Regions from separate parts of the Gossypium arboreum genome. Here region 1 is linked to region 2. A link is a contact called in public Hi-C data. All regions are on one chromosome and are shown on one strand. Each heading gives the region's core, a stretch centred on a gene start, on an enhancer-like site or on the middle of the called end of the contact. The rest is flanking DNA. Distances are from core to core; before and after follow the strand shown. Region 1 holds the start of LOC108479787 (transcription initiation factor TFIID subunit 4b-like). Region 2 holds the start of LOC108483105 (photosystem I chlorophyll a/b-binding protein 5, chloroplastic).

Region 1 (7,231 bases), core at 3,635-6,134, 330 kb before region 2:
CCTGAGCACATAACCTGCTAACTACCAATCGATATGATCAAACATAATGGGACTTGTTTCCAAATTGCTCGGTTGTACACAAGCATCCATGACAGTGTCATCTAATGCAATGGCATGCATGATAAATATTACAACCATATTAACCATGAATCAAGAGATCTAGCCATGAACCAAGCTTACCAGATGCAGGAGGACTGAGTGGGCACCTGTTCTCCGATTCTTGATAGTCCCTTGAATTTTTTCCAGATGCAGATAGAGGCCTGCAGTTCACATCTTTACCTGCTTGACAACCAGATAGCGAATCTGTTCCACCCTCGCGTTTCTGGCGAGCTTGTTCGGCCATAAGTTGCCATTTTGACAGCATGTCATCCCCTCCAACAGCAGCCCGTGCAGCAACATTTGCAGCAGTGGCCCTCATCTTGTCATCCTCCTCCTTGTTTGCCTGGACGTTACCTACTCTCATTATCTGGATGGCTGAGGAACATATAATGCTTGGGAAATTACTCATTGATAATACCTTTACTACTTTTACTCGACCGTCATCTTTCTCCTTGTCACCATCAACTGTAGTCTCAGCCTCAGGCTGCATCCACATAAATATATTTGACAAATACAATGTTTAAGCATAAGTGATATAGCATGCCCCAATCTTACGTCTGCTGGTGCATTCTTTCCTATTATTAGTCTATCAGTACTGTTTTTTTAACACGTTACAGATAATCAAAGAGAAACAGCACCCACATCATTAAGTTTCCGCAGCTTCTCTGCCTCAGCTTGTTTTTTCTCCCATTCTTCCCTAGCATTCCGATTCATCATCATAATATGCTGTTGAACATCTGAGGTGACGTGTGTCCGGTGCCTAGGCTTCTCAACATCAACCCGCCACAAGAGACTAATTCCAAATTAGAAAGATATAAAAGAAAATTCAAGTTAATTGAGAGGAATGAAGGCTGACCTGTTTTGATAGTCTGATTAAATTGCATAGGAGCCCATGCATTCTTTCCTCCACACACTAGAGATTCAGATACAAGAGGACTCATATAAATGCATTATAAAGAAAAAGGGGTAAGAAGCTAGCTTCTCACCAGGGACACGCATCGTTCAACATCATTGCTTATATTCTTCAAACCACTTTTAGCCACTGCATGAAGACACGGAAAAACAGACATGAAATAGTGAAATACTGAGAAAGATATGGCTCATAATGAAAAATCGAGTGTAAATTTATGAAGTTGAAAAAAAGAAGAAAAAGACAAGGGAGAATATTAACTAATTTCAGCCAGTTTCTTCTGCAAAGGGATTTTCTGCAAAATAACTCTTTCTTCTTCCTCTTGAACAATCCTTCTCGATGCTTCTGAAACTCGACTCTCATCCTTGGGGCCGGAAAATAGTTGCTCCTCCTCTTCCTATTTGATAGCAGAATGTCAAAAGGATGTGACTTATACTTCAGGGCTTATGTTTCCTGACATAACTACTTAATAATTAAACTTAGGAAGAGATACCAAAAAGTATCGTACCCTGAGATTCACTCCACTGACAGCAGTTACATCATTCAGTTGTTCAATGCTCTGATCTGAAAAGCCTCCAGATACCTTTTGCTTCTTACTGTAGGAAATCCCATTGAATACGAGTAAAAAATTATGCATAAAAGGAATCAACTGATTGTTAATCGACCTTGATAATCATTCCAGGTTATAAAGCAACATACTAACCTTGACAATGGTGGTGAAGAACCAAGAGCTTCAAGCGGCTTTTTCTGGCCAGCACAGGGCTTTTTTTGAGGTGCTTTTCCATTGACCCCAGCCGTGGCAGGCACAGATGGACTCTGAGAACCCAGCTGATAAATAATGAAAGAACGTGGAAATTTGATAAAAGAAAGCAAGGAGACATAAACATGCACTTCACTAGGAAAACATTAAATTATACAAATTTCATTTTGATGAATAAAATTTCAAATATGTGAACTGGAGAAATAAATTCAAGAATAATATCGCATAATATAGAACTGCATGTCACAAACAGCCTGTGATGCAGGACAGATTTTGGGAAGTTTGAATACTGTAGAGTTGGAACAAGTACCAGGCACACAACTCAAATATAGGATATGCCTAGCAACTCAAGCACGTACAACTGCATCACTAAAGAAAGTATCATTCCAAGATAGAAAATATTTAATGCATAAATTTTCATGCAGACTTTTAAACGAAGTGGTTGCTCTAATAGGCATCAGCAAAAGCATCCACAATCATTCATCAAGATATCACAACAAGAAAACATAGACTAAGATGAGATTACCGGGAGATTGGAATCCATTTGTGTTGTGATGGAAGGAGAAAGCAAGTTAGGAGGTGCCATACTAGTAGGTGTTGAGAAGCCAACTCTAGAAGATTGCTTCTCTAAAAACTCATCCTTGGGAGTAGCGTTAACTGCATTACCCTCTTCAACTATAGCAGTAGATGCTCCATGGGTTGCAGACAAATAAAGTCCATGCTGCTGCTCTGGAACTTGATCAACAGATTCCTGTTTCACATATGTCATAGATGACAAAGGGCCAGGATTCAGCTCCTTACTTGATGAGGCTTGCCAGGAAACAGAATTGCTTGAAAAGTGTGATATAGATCCACCCTGCAATCTATTTGGGTCATTGGTTGAGTTTTGCCTCTCAAGCTTAGGCCCACCCATCATGTTCATTGTCTGGGTTGGTCCTCCTACAGGGTTCGATCCCATGCTTTGATGATGTGGAATTTGTCTAATTTGTGAGTCATGAGGTTGCGGCTTTAGACAAGAACCTGAATTACTAACATTTGATCCAGAGTATGTGTGATAATTACTACTCCCGTACATACCAAAAGAAGTTTGTGCGAAATTCAGATGTTGCTGCTGCATGTTAATTCCTTGTACGGGAATTGAAGCACGATCTCTTTCTTGATTCACAGTGGTTGAACTGGACGAAGGATTTTGACTTTTTAGCACTCCAAAGTGAGAATCCGGTTGACGATCCATCTCTTGAGACTTCTGAACCTTGTTTTCAATGGATAAATAACTTGAATTAGTCTGCATGAGGACCGCTGGAGGAGAGGGATGAGATGAATTGGCAGGAGAATTAGGGCCCTTTTGGTGCAGCTGAGCCAATGTATGTGGACCACCAAACTGTGTGGCACCACCAACTGATGGCATTCGTGGAGTATTAGGCCTTGCTGCAACCTGGGACTGTAGTGGGACTTGGTTGGAACTCATCTGAAAGTATGAGTATGAATTTTAGCTTGTTATCAAAATTAACATACAATCAAATAAAGTATTAGTTTTTTTACTTTAATCACATAAAACATTTGTGCTCACCTGAACTTGTAACTTATTAACGGCCAACCTCAACATCTGGTCTCCTACAATATCTCTCATGTGCCTGACAAATCCATCTTTTGCAATTTCGTTTTTCTAACAGTTGAAGACAACAGAAAAATCAGAAGAGACGAGGCACAATCCATCCTGCCTATTACATCGATTACTCAAGAAACAGTATAATTCTAGCAAATGGATTGAGGTTAAAGATCAACCTTTAGTTTACCGTAAAGGGTGTGAAGCTGCATCGCTCTGTCTTTATCGAGTTGGGGCAGTAAGGACGGCAACAGCACAGCAAATGGAACTTGTTTTCCTCGATTTACTTGATTATTTGGCTGCTCTGTGCCACCAGCCTGTTGATTACTCATCTTCTGTAATTTTGCATATTGTGATTCACTGTCTTGAATATTGGTTCTCTCCGGTTCACGTGGGATTGGACTTCGTTCAGTAGTCTGAATCCCAGCCATTAGAGGAACCTGAGCAGAAACCTGTTCAGCTACTCCTTGTTGATGATCGTCCTGGGGTTGCTTTTGTTGTGGTGGTAGACAATTAACTCCTTGCGGAACATCATTTGGCTGTTGTAGACTCCCCATAACAAGAAGTCCCTGTTGCTTTTGCTCCATTTCGGATGATCGCTGCTGTGCACTTTGAACAGGTTGTTGGTGTTGAAAGTTAGCGTTTCCGTCTTGCCCCACGGTTGGCCATTGTGCAAGTGACTGACTAGAAACTCGATTGCTTCCTTGAGACAAAACTGTTCTACTTTAAAAATCATCCGTGAATTTCCCAGTTGAAAAATTTTCATTACAATCGGAGCTAACATAAAAGGAAAGACAACGACAACCTCAATTAGACGGCAGAATATTGGTTTTCTAACAATCTACGTGATTACTGAATTTAATTCTAATGTCACTATTTTTTTAAACCAAATCCAGATTCTTTGCCCTCCAAATTTGGAGACCAAGTTTCAGCAAAAAAGAAAAGAAAAGAAAAGAAAACCAAGCAATTTAAATTGTGATACCGGTATCTGAATCAGGTGGCTGAGAAGTGGATGCATCGCCTTCAATATCTCGATTCAAGGCAGCCTGGAACGCCTCAACGTCAGCCCCCGAATGCATGGACTCGTCCTATTATCAGTTTTTTTTTTAATTTTAAATACAGAAAATATAACGAATAGTCTTAAACTTATTACGAATTCCATAAATAATGCAAGCAAGAAATATCCAAAACAAAGGGAAAAAAGATAGAGAGAAACCTCATCTTCTTCAAAGAACTTAACTATGGAAGGGTCCATTACTAATGAATTTTTTCCTGTAAACGGCAGGTGAGTAGGAATCCTTGAGCTTACAGGGCCAAACAATATATGTACACTAATTGAAAATATTATTACATAAAAAAAGAAAAGAAAAAAGAAAAATGAGAATAAAAGGATGGAACTTTAAAATGGAAAAATTCAAAAAAGAGAGAGGGAGTAGTTGTTTTGCAGTGGATCGAGAAAACAGGAAATGTGCTTCATAGAGAGAAAGGAAGAAGCAAACTTCCGGATCAACTGTTGACCAAAGCCCATTAATAAATATGGGAAAGGACCAATTCTACCTTTGATTCAAATACCGGATGTAAGCAGTTTCCTCAGTTGAAGCTTAAGGAAATGCTAACTGGGCCTCCAGCCTGCTCTCCATGTTCTTATATCTTTGATTTACAAATGCTTTATTCATTATTCCCCTTAAATTATACGATTACAGTTTTTTTTTTTCTAAAAAATTAACGGTGTTAAAAGAAATTGGATGAGACTTCATTAATCCAAACGCATCATATCATTGATGAGTTTATTTGGTTTAGAGTGACTTAAATTATTTAATTCAAAATTTATAATTACTCTTCCCAACAATATCATCTTAAATTATTAGATCTCTTTTTTAAAAAAAAATATTACCGTTGCATCTAAAGTTGAATTCCCATATTAAAACACAGGCAGTTGGGCTCGTATGTCAGCAAACACAATGCCCCCAGTCCCGCTAATTCCACTCACAACACCAACGACAAGCAATTCCCATATACAATAAAATCAAGCCTCTACTTGTTATCTTCTAATGTAATCCTATAAAAATAAAGCAGAAAGGAAAAGAAAAAGAGTTATTTCATTTGGATTAAATTTCTTATACATGTTAATAAAGTGGACTTTTTTTTTTTACCCAAGTGCAGTTATGTTAATTCTGAGATGAAATTAGTTTATAAAAATTTCAAACTGAATAGTGCATCAAATCGAGTCAAACTCAACAGTACACGTTACTTTTTTATATATTTCCTTTTATGTTTACTTTTAATAGGTTTCCGCCACCAAACAAGAACGCCGACGTTTTCTCCAAGTCATGTCACTAAAATGTTTAGAAGTTGGAGATGAAGCTTTGTCAAAATGTTCGTTAAAAGATTTTTAATCCACTTTGAATTTTCAATTACATACATAAAAGCAATACCTAACTATTTAGTAATTAGTAACAAGTGGAGCATAACAAAACAAGCTTCTTAAGAGTTTTTTTTTTTTAATTCATGAGTTTTAAAGTTGGTAATAAAATTTTTAAGAAAAGTACGAATCTAACAAATTAATTGAATAAAAAATGAAATTAAGTTATTAGATCTTGTACTCTATGCAATTTTAGTATTTGTATTTTAATTTTTTTTAGTTTTTGTATTTTTAAATTTTGAAAATTTTAATCATGATGAAATGATAGCTAATAAATTTATTAAGTGAAGTTTTATTATTTTCAAAATTTTATGCATCAAATATATTACATTCAGTTTGTTATTTTCACATATTTTCTAAAAAAATCAATTAATAAATTTAATGGCTATCGCTTGCATTAAGATTGATATTTTGAAATTAAAAAATATAGCGACTAAGAATAATCTTGTTGAAGAACATGGATTAAATTTATCACTTTAGAAATAATACAAGACTAATAGTATAATTTAACCAAATATATTTAACTCTTACAATTTAGTTTAGACTAAAATTTCAAAATTCAAAAAAACATATAAAATATATTTAATCAAATTAATATACAAGCAGTATATCTACAAGTTATGCAAAGTAGACGGCGAGAATTTGACCAATAAAAAACTGGGGACTCGGTGAATCCAAATATGCATTGTATTAGCATTGATTGAATCAATACGGAAGTGATGATGATGAAGAAGAAAGTATCAGATCAAAAGCCACCACTAACTCAATCACTTTCCCACACGAAAACAGCATGTATATGCGGAAAGAAATGAATCACAAATCAACTTATTAGCCGCCCCATCACGTACACCCCCACTTCATGCCTATCTTCCTAACCACAACCATTCGACCCAAAATGACTTTGTAAACTAAATATTATTAATTACGACAACCAAACAATAACACATGCAACATACACCTCATCTCTATGGGCTGTTATTAGCCTTTAGCTACTTTTTTCTTTTGCTGCCCACGTTTTGCAAACCGTATGAGAATAAATCGTAAGAGGAATTAAAGTAATTGAATTGAGTAATTAATTTAAAAAAAAAAAAAAACTTGCTGCCATTGAGACCAATGAATGGTCCATGTGCTATGTACAAAAATAAAACAAAAAAAAAATGGAATCTGGCCTAAAATTTAGTTGACTTCAATTTTGGGTGGCCTCTGCATCAAGAGACATGGTTTCTTACTAGGGTGTGGGCTTTCAACTTCATCATCACCGCCGGAAACAAATAAATTAGCCGGTGAGAATGCAGGAAGACCCGGTATATTCAGATCAAAGTCCCGGTGGGTGGTATTGGTTGAGGTTGAACTCACTCCTTCAGATGTAATGCTACCGGTATTCGCTGCCCCACCTTCATAGTGGCATCGCTTATGGCCTCCCAAGGCCTGGCC
Region 2 (6,457 bases), core at 1,876-4,375:
CCACAGAAATGGTGGCCTTTATGTCTTGATGTCAAATCTTTATGCTTCAAAAGGGATGTGGGATGATGTAGCAAGAGTGAGGCAAATTATGAAGGACACTGGAGGGGATGGCTGTTCAGGAACTAGCCTGATCGAGCTGACTTAATAATGTTGCCGCCAATGTCTTGCAAGAAGAACCTTAGAACTAGCTTGGACCAGGAATGATAAAATAACCTGTAATCTGTTAAATTGCCCATTGAATAACCCAAAAAAGCTTAAATCTCTACCTTCACATTGGCAGTAACACCCCTAAAGCCAAATGGATCACTTTCGAGAAGCTCACATCTTACCCTTCTTGAAAATCATTGGTCTGGATGGAGAAGAAGAGAGTAACGAGGAGGAAAACAAGGAATCTTGGTGCGTTTTGAAGGTTGGTAACAAAATTAAAGTGGAAATGCAGTCGAAAACTTTTAGAGATGAACCTTGGTCGATTTCGTAGCAAAGGGAGTTTGGGCAATGAAGTTTTTTAGTGATGAAGTTTATAGAATCTTTGTTAGAAAGTTTAATGATTGTTTGTTTGAGAATACACATGGGTTTGAGTCTGATGATGCTAACATGGTTAAAGTTTATGGGGCAAATTTTACTGGTTGGGAAATGCCTGAAGCAGCTGATGATTCTATCTGGGAAGATGCTGAGGATGCTTCCTTGAGAGTTTCCCAATCTACGACCCAGTGACGGCAAATCAGGATCTTCGAGGAGTCTGAGGAGGTGGCATATGAAGGGATACAAAGCTTGGCTTTGGGGGTATTGGATCATAGTTTCTTGGTTGGTGATTCTGGTGTCCAAGTTAAGAATTTTGCAAATGGGATTCATGGCAAAGGTGTTTATGTAAGTTACGATCATGGGAATCCAAAGAGTTCTTTGTATTTGGTGCATTTGATGTCAAAAAAAGGTGCTTCTTATGAAAGCTGAGATGAATGTGCTTCTAATGAGTTCTAAGCTCGGGGATTCGGAAGCCTCGCACAACAGGGCTTTATCAGCTGGATATTGAGACCAGAAAGATTGTTACTGAATGGAAGTTCGGGAAAGATGGGGCTGATATTTCAATGAGGTATATCAGAAATGATAGCAAGGGATCACAATTGGAACCCGTCAGAAACCGCATTTTTATGACAATAGGATTTGCTGGTGGATACACTAGACCAAAATGGGATGGTTCAGAATCTTGCTACTAGTTATTGGGTATAAGTGCATCATCAGCGTCCAAGAGGGACTAACTTCCAATGCTTTGCAAGCCCTCGGAATGCTCTACTGTTGTTGGATCTCTCAATGGGAAGATTCAGTTTTATTCAACCAATTCTATGAGACAGGCAAGAACAACTTTTCCTGGCCTTGGGTTTCCCAGGACTCATGTTTATGTTACGTTTGATGGGAAGTATTAGGATCAACTGGTACCTATTTGATCCTTATTTGCACCCTTTTTGGCAACAAGGATGGAAAGACAAAGACAGGTTTTAGTGGGTGTTTGGGGAACAGGATAGAGCTCCACGTTTGTTGAAGCTAACTCCCCTGGATTCACATTTAGCAGGGGCCAATTACAAGTTCAAAAATGCTCAGCTTTCATGGGTAAGCATGCATATACTCTTATTCAGGTTTTAACTTCCTATTGCTTGTGCTTTTAGCTGCTGAGCTGCATTTAATATACATGATGTAGGTATTACTAATTGGCCATCTAATCTTGAAGGAAGTGCTTATTTGGCAGAATATTACCAGTGTCTTTTTTGTTTTTTTAAATTTTGAATAGCTAGCTGGAGTTGTTTGATATCCTTTTGAATTTTGGTTCCTTCGGATTGCATTATTTTTTGATATGTTACTTGCAGCATTGATCCAGTATGTTATTTTATGTGAACTCCGAGGTTAAGGATCTAAAAACTGATCCAGTTTGCGTGTTCCAATTGCACATGTTGCATCAATTTCATTGTCCCCTGGTGGAAACATGATATTTGGATTTGTTGCCTCAGTTGTCTAATATGCTGAATCATTAACATGATTTTGAAGATTCTCCTCACGCTTGATTTGTGAACTTGGTTTTGAGGTCTACACACTTCTCATTTTGTTGCATTCCTTTGTCCAACTTGGTTAAATATCAATATTAAAGCGGCTAGGCCACTTTATTCCCTGGAAATCTAATTACCTCTGCAACATACAATCAACATGCCTTTTATGCCATCTCTATCCTTAAAAGTTCTTTAATCAAGTTTTTTCAGTTCAAGTTTCATCGAGTGCCACTACTAAAGGATGATGAATGGCATGAGGATTGAGGAGGGTGGAAAGGACTATAGAGTACGGAAAGACTCCATTGTCACTTAATAGATAGCGTACATAGTGCTTGCAACAGTTCCTCTCCCCTTTTAGGTCTCAGGTTGTTGTTCTTTCCAACATTTTCTTAGTTTCACAAATGAAAACTTCTAATCATTTGTGTTGCTGCATGACACAGGTCACCAAGAACAGGAAGCAAGAGCACCATCTAGTCGGAACGGTAGGCAAGTTTAGTGTAATATGGGACTTCCAACAGGTGAAAAACGGATCTCACACATGCTACCATATTCACGAGGGTTTGAAGAGCTGTTAGAGTCCTTACGGATGACTCCATTGTTGACAATCGTTTCGTGCATGATAAGTTTGCAGTCACTGACTCTCATGAAACCCCACTAGTTGTTGCCACCCCTCTAAAAGTCCGTTCGTTCAGCATTTCAAGCAGGCAGTTATTTGTTCCACTACCACTCTTCCCTAATTTGTAACTTTCCGAATTTTACCAAAGAAGTCGCTGCTGCATTTGTAGAGCTTCTCAACTGTATTTTTCTTTTCTCAATTGTTATTTTCCTTGTTAGATTAAGCTGGCTTGCATGTGTATCTGGCAACACTACTACTGTAATGATCTCCCTTTTGCTAGTTAATTGTTGTTACTATAGTTTTATTTAGTTGTAAAGGTAGCAGTTATGGGTTCAAAAGTGAATGGCTATGCTGGTTGATATCTTTCAATAGGTCCAATAATCCATATATCCAAACCCAATGGCTAGGAAGGGGCGAGTGGGTCTGTGTTATCATGTTTTCCACATATGGTGCCATTTTCTATATATTTAACTGTAATAATTTTTTAATGATGACGTGGACGCCATAAATGCCTCCAATAAGATTTACTGATAAGCAAACATAAAAAGAAATACAAAAGAAGAAAGAAGAGGAAAATAAGGAAACAATCAACACAACAATGGCGGTTGCGGTTGGAAGAGGCTTCCTTGTTCAACCTTGTTCTTATTCTTCTTCACCCACATTTCACAACAAAATATACAAACCCTCGTTGGGCTCAGCAACCACATTTTGGTCTACTTTTGCCCCTCAGCGTTATCCACAAGTTGCAGTTCAAGCTCAGCAGCGACCAACATGGCTCCCTGGACTTGACCCTCCGCCATATTTGGATGGAACGTGAGCAACTGTTCCATATGAAGTTCCCTACACAATAATAGAATTTACACTGGTTTCAGTTTTTGACCTTCTTTTTGTTGTTTCGTAAATCCAGTTTGGCTGGTGATTATGGGTTTGACCCTCTTGGCCTAGGAGAAGATCCCAAGAGCTTGAAATGGTTTGTTCAGGCAGAGTTGGTCCATGCTCGCTTTGCCATGGCTGGAGTTGCTGGAATTCTATTCACTGATGTAAGTGATTCTTCCATGGATTACTGTTATTGGGGCTTGGTGGAACTTATTCACTTTATATTTTGCAGTTACTACGCGTTACAGGGATCAGCAATTTACCAGTTTGGTATGAAGCTGGTGCAGTGAAATTTGAATTTGCCAGCACAAGAACTTTGATTGTTGTTCAGTTTCTTTTAATGGGGTAGATACTATATACGCCACAATTTTCTTATCTAGTTAGTAAAAAAATATGCATTTTGTATATAGACTAATTGCTTGGTTTGATGTTGATGAGGACAGGTTTGCTGAAACTAAAAGATACATGGATTTCATTAATCCAGGTTCTCAAGCCAAAGAAGGATCTTTCTTTGGATTGGAAGCTGCACTGGAGGGTTTAGAACCTGGGTATGTTTTTGAGGATCCTTAGACAATCATATCCCATTAGCTGCTTGAATCTCTAAAAATGGAAATCAAACTTAAAGAGACTTTTTTGTTTTCATGGTGAACAGCTACCCTGGAGGTCCACTGCTAAATCCACTTGGTCTGGCCAAAGATATTAAAAATGCTCATGAATGGAAGCTGAAAGAGATAAAAAATGGTCTGCTTTGCCTATTTCCTCCATCATTATTGTGTGTGTGTGTGTGTTTTCATTTTGTTCTGAAACCAGGTGTCCATGCAGGAAGACTGGCGATGATAGCCATGCTAGGCATCTTTGTGCAAGCTTATGTGACACATGCAGGTCCAATTGATAACCTTGTAGAGCACCTTTCAAATCCATGGCAAAAGACCATCATTCAAACCCTTGCTAACTCTACTTCTTGAACCTCAAAACCAAATGCGGGTCTGTCTTCTTCACTTTTGCCATTGGCTTATACTTTGATGCAAATGTAAATTACTCCTACTTCCCCATTTTTATTACCATTTATTCTTTGTTCAACTGCTGTAAGCAATAGAAGATTTATGATTTCAAGGCCTAAAGCTGGTAAACAATGGCATCCAAACAGGGCTTTCACAAAAATGGAATACTAACAACAATATCGATACCAATCGAGTTAAAACTTGTAAACCAATTACTTTTAAACATGACATATGTAATAAACACGAAAATAGATTAATGAATATAATATAACAATTTTAACACGATGGATCATTTATTTCAGGTTTATGTTTACATAGTTAACAGAAAAAATAAACGAGCAATACATATACACAAATTACCCTATGTATGGGTTATTAACTTCTTAAAATTAACATGATTATGAATAAGGCAAAGAAGACAAAGTTGTTTTTCATTCATAATGAACTTCAGTTTATATCAAAGCCAATAGAGAATAGAACCACCTTTATTCTTAAGATTCTCCAGCCATACAACCCTTCTCAGTAAGCAAGAATATATCCTCAACTTTATCATACATCAACGAATCAATAGAATTTACACTGAGAGTAAACCCTTTGATGAACATTAATGGCCACCTTAACAACCAAGAAAAGAAAAAGAAGAGAGGTGAAATCACAATACCCAAGAAGTTTACTAGGTTTTGGACTTGGTTTTTGAAAAGCTTGCCTTTTTTCTGGAGAAGAACATGAAAATCTTGGGGAAGAGTGACTTTTTCTTTTTCTTTACAACCACTGTCTCTGGGGATGATTCAGATTCTTTGTTATGCCCATAGATTGCCTTGGAGGTATCCAGAGTGCTGGAAGGAGACATGGTTACAGGTTCAACCTTATTACTTTGTCTCTTTCCCTCAAAACTTGACCTTGGAGGGTTTCCTCCATGACTTGATCCAGAAGCCTTTCGGCGCTTCTCATGTTTAGCCCTCCATTGTCTCAATTCCTGTTCTACACCTAACTTCCCTTCCTTGGCCTTCTCAGCCTTCTCCAAAGCTATTTCTAGTGCTTTCTTTCTTTCAGCCATCTCTCGATTTACTTCTTCCAGCTTTACCAAGCTTCTTGACTGGGATTGCTTAGCTTCCTCGATTTGAGAAACGGTAGCTGCCGCGATCATGCTGGCCTGTTCCTCTACCTCATATGCACGTTTTCTAAGGTCATAGTACTCTTCTAAGGAAAGAACTACACTATCTGATGAATCCACATTATTGATGTCTTGCAATGTTTCGATAGCAACTAAAGCTGACTCCTTTGAAGCCTTAACTGCCTCTATCTCCTTTTCAACTGCAAGTAATCTACTCTCCAAGGTACCTGCTCCAGCCTTTGCTTGCTCAGCCTCTTCATTTAATTTGCTTAGCTCTTGATTAGCCATTTCAACAACTGACTTGGCCTCATCAGCCTCTTGTGCTGCCTGCTGCAGTAGTTTGGTTAGCTCCACCATTTTATCTCTGGCCTCTTTTTCTTTCATGCTTTCTCTTTGCTTCATGGAGGCAAGAGCAGACTTTTCCTTTTCAAGCTCTGATTCCAATGAAACAGCAATCACCTTCAAAGAATCCACTTCTGTAGTTGCTTTTTCTATTTTGAGCTTCACCTCTTCAAGTTCCTTCTTTGCTGAAGCAACCGCAGCTGGTATATCAGTGTGAGTTCTATTCTCTGGTGTCTGTGACGCATCGCTGAGGTATCCATTATTTTCCAACTTGGACTTAGATTCCAAATAAGCAGCTAATTCAGCTTTCAAATCAAGTAGCAGTGCTGAAGCAATGTCTAGCTTTGGTTTCATGTCTTTTTCTGATTGGATTTGCTGATTGAGTCTCTGGAGCTCCTCTTCAGCCTGTTTTAGTTCCTTCTCCCAATAGTGAGTATCTTGGTCTCTGGCCATGGCCGCTACAATTCTTTTC

What was found. A called contact is a pair of places that touch in the nucleus more often than the background predicts.
Region 1: a contact with region 2 is called in a Hi-C map of leaf, with 5 times the contacts expected there. The contact joins the promoter of LOC108479787 here to the promoter of LOC108483105 in region 2. A contact is called at or near these places in 5 of 5 Hi-C or Micro-C datasets (all in leaf).

Annotation. Positions count from the first base shown.
Region 1 is chr1:77,905,057-77,912,287 of ASM2569848v2, reverse strand. It overlaps LOC108479787 (transcription initiation factor TFIID subunit 4b-like), which reads right to left and starts at 4,884. Exons shown (of 13, transcript XM_053029184.1): 1 at 4,592-4,884; 2 at 4,358-4,463; 3 at 3,555-4,078; 4 at 3,340-3,435; 5 at 2,296-3,237; 6 at 1,713-1,837; 7 at 1,518-1,605; 8 at 1,271-1,406; 9 at 1,086-1,141; 10 at 956-1,012; 11 at 742-864; 12 at 518-583; 13 at 35-442. The coding sequence starts at 4,630. The coding sequence ends at 140. It overlaps LOC108478681 (zinc finger protein ZAT10-like), which reads right to left. Exons shown (of 1, transcript XM_017781155.2): 1 at 6,467-7,231. The coding sequence ends at 6,974.
Region 2 is chr1:77,575,042-77,581,498 of ASM2569848v2, reverse strand. It overlaps LOC108483105 (photosystem I chlorophyll a/b-binding protein 5, chloroplastic), which reads left to right and starts at 3,125. Exons shown (of 7, transcript XM_053029183.1): 1 at 3,125-3,465; 2 at 3,560-3,692; 3 at 3,761-3,873; 4 at 3,972-4,076; 5 at 4,181-4,269; 6 at 4,351-4,512. The coding sequence starts at 3,251. The coding sequence ends at 4,493. LOC108483102 (pentatricopeptide repeat-containing protein At2g04860) reads left to right here. Exons shown (of 3, transcript XM_017786314.2): 1 at 1-1,605; 2 at 2,247-2,401; 3 at 2,477-2,954. The coding sequence ends at 145. LOC108483101 (protein WEAK CHLOROPLAST MOVEMENT UNDER BLUE LIGHT 1-like) reads right to left here. Exons shown (of 4, transcript XM_017786311.2): 4 at 4,928-6,457. The coding sequence ends at 5,203. It also overlaps the pseudogene LOC128280482.